2 separate regions of the Mus musculus genome follow, and region 2 is linked to region 1. The links are chromatin contacts, called in public Hi-C maps. All regions are on one chromosome and are shown on one strand. The core of a region is the stretch at or near the end of the contact, and the rest is flanking DNA. Distances in the headings are between cores, read along the strand shown. Region 1 holds the start of Atxn1l (ataxin 1-like). Region 2 overlaps Phlpp2 (PH domain and leucine rich repeat protein phosphatase 2).

The links. Hi-C and Micro-C count contacts between places; a contact is called where the count stands out from the background.
Region 2: a Hi-C map of cerebellum shows a contact between it and region 1, with 1.7 times the contacts expected there. The contact joins the enhancer-like site here to the promoter of Atxn1l in region 1. A contact is called at or near these places in 4 of 39 promoter capture datasets (the 3T3-L1 cell line, the C10 cell line and liver) and 3 of 484 Hi-C or Micro-C datasets (the HL-1 cell line, cerebellum and embryonic stem cells).

The regions. Positions count from the first base shown.
Region 1 is chr8:109,736,370-109,739,262 of GRCm38.p6, reverse strand. Atxn1l (ataxin 1-like) reads left to right here and starts at 1,483. Exons shown (of 4, transcript NM_001080930.2): 1 at 1,483-1,632.
Region 2 is chr8:109,919,128-109,922,020 of GRCm38.p6, reverse strand. Phlpp2 (PH domain and leucine rich repeat protein phosphatase 2) reads right to left here. Exons shown (of 19, transcript NM_001122594.2): 10 at 1,880-1,940. Among named protein-coding and RNA genes, the nearest start is that of Marveld3, 42 kb to the left of the region's middle. Within about 2 kb of position 1,445, at least 79 of the 459 cell types and tissues checked have an H3K27ac peak or open chromatin away from gene starts, as enhancers often do. A contact at or near this core is called in the HL-1 cell line, where this site is marked.

The sequences.
Region 1 (2,893 bases), core at 234-2,733:
CCGTCCCTCTTCAGGAGCATTCTCCTTCGCCTCGGACGTGTCACTCCCTGATTGGCTGCAGCCCATCGGCCGAGTTGACGTCACGGGGAAGGCAGAGCACAAGTAGTCATAAGATACCCTTGGCACATGCGCAGATTATTTGTTTACCACTTAGAACACAGCTGTCAGCGCCATCTTGTAACGGCGAATGTGGGCGCGGCTCCCAACACTTCTGTTTTCTCTCTCTCTCTCTCTCTCTCTCTTTTATATAAAACACGCATAATCACTTTTTCTGTATAAATGTAATCTGAACACAAGACCAACTATTGGCCAAATGTGGGGCTTGCCTGCTGTGGTGGTTTGAATGAGAAACTTCGATATAGGCTTAGATGTTTAACTCTTGGTGGCCAGTTAGTGGCACTATTAAGGTATGTATGGCCTTGTTAGAGTCCCTATGTCACTAGGGACCTGGCTTTGAGGCTCAGAGCCACAGGCAATTCCAGGTTCAGTCTCTCTGCTTTGTGCTTCTAAGTTCTAGATGTGACCCCCTCCTCTCTGCTCCAGCCTCTATGGCTGCTGCTCCCTGCCAAGCTTTCCCACCACAATGGACTCCTAACCCTCTCAAATGGAACCACAAACTCAAATCCTTCTGGCAGTTGCCTTGATTGTGTCTTATCCCAGCAACAGAAAAGAAACGAATGCACCAGTGATACCATCAACTTGAGAGATAGAGGCAGGACGGTTAAGAGTTCAAGTTCACCCTAAACTACACAGTGAGTTCAAAACCACTCTGAGCTACTTGTGACCCTGTCTCAAAAACAAATGAACAAATAAGAAAAAAAAAATCCTCCCCCTCCAATCAGCAACCTAAATCAGCCATTCATTTTTGTGTCTGCTTAAGCCAATCAAACTTTCATTCAAGTATTTAGTATGAACTGGCATTATATGGGTGACAATATTCCAAACCAGTAGCCAAGCCCTGTATTCACTAAGCCAACCTGCTTTCCACTGTAGTAAGAATCCCGTCCTTATTGCTCACCCACTCCCAGGTCTTCAGTACTTTTTCATCTTTTTCTAGGTCCTGCACAGGCACACTTTTTTTTTTTTTTTTTTTTTTTTTTGGCTGCCTCAGGCTATTTCTAACTTTACAAGGCTCTTGACCCTTGAAAAGGTCTGGGCCCAGCTCTCTCTCACCCTGACCCTACAATGACCCTTCCATCTTTCTACTCCAGTAAATTCTGGGGCATCATAAACAAGGCCCCAGGGATCTCCACTATCTGGACTTCTAGTGACAGCTTGTGAAAACTTCTCCAGGGAATCCAGGTCTGGGAGCTTTTTAAGGAAACATCACCTACTCCCTGGACCCATTCAGTGGGACAGGCGTTCATTTTCCCACCAAAGGGGGGCGCTGGGTACGATGGGCAGGCGGCCAGTTTCCTCCTGTGTAAGTAGGCGGCGCTCCCAGGCCAGGGTGACGTCATCTCTCCGCGTCGGGGGGGGGGCGGGATGCGCTCAACGCCATCTCCGGGCGCCCGGCTTGGGGGGGTGCCCGCTGGGTGTGGGGCGGCTCCGGGGCCGGGGATGGCGGCGGCCGCGGTGGCGGCGGCTCCGGGACGAGCGGGAGGAGTCCTGGGAGCTCCGTGAGATGGGCCGGTGAGTGTCGCCTGGAGCGGTGGCCGCTGGGATGGCCTGAGGCCAAGCAGGCCTGGGTTCGGAGCTCTAGTGGAAGGGCCCCCCTAGAAGCCCGTTGCCTCACCCCGGCCGCGGGCCCCCTAAACAGCGGGCAGAGCGAGCGAAAGAGGCCGTGCCTAGCCCCTCTAGATGCTGCTTTCCCGCCTGGCCCAGAAGGCGGCCTCAGGCCCTGATGCCCCGACGGGGTTGTCCCCGCGGGTCAGGATGTCCGAGTTCTCAGGGCGGGAAGGGGCCCCAAACAAGGAAGCGTCGCCAGCGGGGCCTGGCCTCACCTCCACGTCCGACCCCCTACCCCGACTAACCCTAAACGTAGACTCCCCCAGTTCAGGCCTGTACCCCTGTCGGAACAAGGATCATCAAAAGCCATCATCCCTGGTGTCTCTCCCTTTTTGCTGCTCCCTTTTTGTGGGGCGCACCTCTCCCTCAGTGAATTTGGGTCCCCCTCGGTGTGCAGTCTCTTGATTCCATTCCCTGCATGAAGAGGAGCTGCCTTCTCGGCTAGGTTGGCAGGTCTCTGGAATAGTTCCGTTGCCCCTTAGCTCAGGGCCACAAGTTGTGTCATTTCCCATGAGAAATTCTCCAAAGCTGCACCCTACACCCACACCCGGTTTCAGATTTTGAAGTGTTTTGCCTTGTGGGAACCTGGTGGGCAGGCTGAGCTTTCTTTTTGCCTCTTTCCGTCCTTTCATTATTTTGTGTTTGCTAACTCCTCGGTGACCCATAGACGGATTTTCCTTAGCTTTTTTTTTTTTTTTAGCTACAGAGGGCAAGCATCATTTTGGGGGATTAAGAAAATGAAAGAAAGCTGAGTGCTTTCAATTAAACGTTTGATGAAGAATGAGTGCGTGACTTGTACCCACTTGGTGATTTATTTGTGGCATTAGGAATCTGTTTTTCCACATTTCCATCTTTCGTGTACCCTTGAACCATGCCTATCTTAAGTAAACGTTGCCTTCAGTTGGATCGAGCTTGCAATATTCTGACTTTGACAGAACAGGTTCCTCGGTACTAGTCAATACTGCTAATCCAGTTGTTAGGACTTCGTTGGCCCCGGTTTTGGTTTTGGTTGTTTTCTTTTGAGAGGGTCTTATGGAGCTCAGGCTGACTTCTGACTTGCTAAATAATCGAATGTAGTTGGTGAGTACCTTGAACTCACGATCCTCTTCTTTCTACCTCAAAGGTAGTAAGATTACAAAGTGTCCACTCCCATTTCCAATCTGTG
Region 2 (2,893 bases), core at 196-2,695, 180 kb before region 1:
CGTCAATCAGAGAATGCTGCTAAAGTAGAAAGGGAGAGACCAGTACTCAAATGTGCACAGCAACGTGGGCCAACTGTGTGACATCACACGTTCAGAGAAGACTTCAAACAGAAGCAACAGGATGCAGTGAGACATGATGAGGAGAGATTTGGGAGAAGTGGCATCAAAGATAACCAGGAATTCTATAGGTAATGACAGAGAGAAAAGAAGCAAATTCTCAGAAAAACAGAAGGAGTAACAGTGAGAAAGTAGACACAAAAGGCAACCAGCAGCAGGGCAAAGTTTCAAGTCACTGGAAAAACAAACTCGAAATAGTTCATACAGCTCCGCCCGCATCATACAGACTTCTACTGTCAGAGGTCACCCACCCCTTCCAGATCTCAAGGTGTATATCAGTTATGTGGCAGGCTGAAGTGAGAGCTATAGGAGAAGCAGACTTTGCTGTGACAAGTTTGTGAAAAGAAAACTTGGCCTGAAATAGCCAAGGCCACTAGCTGCTCAAAAACATGACATCTGGGCTGGAGAGATGGCTCAGTGGGTAAGAGCACTGACTATTCTTCCGGAGGTCCTGAGTTCAATTCCCAGCAACCACATGGTGGCTTACAACCATCTGTAATGAGGTCTGACGCCCTCTTCTGGTGTTCCTGAAGACAGCAACAGTGTACTCACATAACATAAAATAAATAAAATCTTAAAAACAAAAAAAATGACATGAACTGGGTTAGATTCTGTGACCTTACATGAAAATACTTAAGCAGCAATGATGCCAACTTGAGTCACAGCACAGAGATATGGCAAGGAAGAGTGTGCTGTGTAATGGGAGGCCAAGCATGAAGTGTTTCCCTGGAAACAGGGAAAGTTAGGCTGGAACTAGGTCTAAACCATGTCTGCAAAGTTCTTACTCGATCCTATATGTGTAGGGCCTACCTCAAGGGTTTATAAACAGTATACAGATGATGTCAGCTGTGTGCTTTAAATACATGACTGGTTGGTGGAGCCCAATAAAGATGATTCTGCCAAGAAGAAAGAGAAGAAAGAAAAAGAAGGAAGAAAGGGAAGAGGAAAGAAGAATGAGAGGCAGGAGTGATACAGGCCTGAGTGAGTAGTCATTCAGCTGAAGGAGAGGCAGGAATTCCAGCACTGCCCAGGGGCAGCAACGGCGATGACTCAGAGAAGGATTAGGTAAAGAAGGAGGACAGAATGAAAGATGGAAGGAAGCTACTTTCAGGTCCTGGAGGACCAGGGGCCTGACGGGGCTGAATTATGAACAGACACAGAAAACAAGTCCGGAGCAGTGGAAGTTGAGCTAATGTTACAGAGGTTTGAGACTCCTGGGGTGTGGGTAGCAAAACCAACTGGCGAAGAACTGGATACATAAGCCTGACCTGAGAGGAGAGGCTCAGTCTAGAAAACTGGCGGATGCCAACACTCAGTGACTCAAATCACTGGACTCAATGAGACTGCATCTGCAACAGGGCAGTGTGCCAAGTCAGAACTGGGGGGTGACTGCCTGCAGGAGAACACAACAGAACCAAAGACACAGAAGCAACGACTGACATGGCATTACAAAGAACATGGCCAGTTTGAAAGCTGCCTTTTAAAAGAAGGAGTAGTATCATCAGGGAAAAGTGAACTAGAGATGGCCAAAAGTGAGCTGCTGACGAGATAAGGAAATGGCAAGCAAGGCAACAGCTCTCCTGACAAATGGAGACAGAAAGGTGAAGACAGTGGAATTAAGCAACACTTTGTTTATTCAGACAGCAGAGATCTAATTCCTCTTACCCTCCTTCCTTTAGCCACGAAATAGTATCTCTCCCCCTCCCCTGAGACAGCACCCCCCCCCAATCAAAACAAGCTCCACCCTCGTGGACAGACTCACTGGGAGAGCTCCAAAGAAGTGAGCAGGCTGGGCACTGGGTACACATTCACTGCCGTCAGCCCTGTGAGAAAACAGACAACATGCTAGCAATGGTCTCCGACAAAGAGCAGGAACTAGAGAGGGTTAGAGAGCTGGCTCAGTGGCTCTTCCAGAGGACCCACGTCCAGGTTCCAGCACTACAGCGGGTAGTTCATGACAGCCTGTTAATTCCCGTTTCCTGGGGCTGGGATGCTGCCGGCCTCCATGGGCAACTGCATGTTCCCACACACGTATACACAGGTTTTAAAGGAATAGCTTGTAAACAAGCAACAGCGGTTTTGTAGAGATGACTAAAGATAAAAACTACTGGCAGCTCACTCTGACTGACATTCAACCCTAGTCTGTTTTTGCAAACATACACAACTACTAACTTTGGGGTCTTTCGCATTTACACTACATCACTAATGTTAACACTACAACCACTAATGTTAACAGTACCACTTAGTTTATAACTTGAAAAATTAATACTTAGATTTTTAAAAAGCATTTCTTTTTAATTACATGTATGTGTGTGGCATGAACATACCGTGCAGGAGTCCCCAGAGAGCAGAGAAATTGGATCTCCCCGGAGGTGGAGTTAGCAGGTAACTCTGAGAGCCTCACACGGGTGCTAGAGACCTAACTCAGGTCCTCTTTAGGAGCTCTGAGAACTCTTAACCACTGAGCCATCTCTCCAGGACAATATCTACATTTTTGGTAAAAATAACGTCATTTTTAATTGAAGTATAACGCAGCTAGAGAACCAATCCTAAGTGTATGGATCAGTGAAATGGAACAGCAGTGAGCTAAGGCTCAGACCATCCCCAAGGTATTGCCACCTCCTGAGCATTTCCTCATCTCCTCTTCTAGCCACCACACACTCAAACGTACCACTTTCTACCCTGGTTACAAACAGCAGACAACACCTGCCAGTTATAAAACCAAACTTTCCTCCATGCCCCACCCAACAGGAGGTTTCTGGGTAGCCCAGGTGGC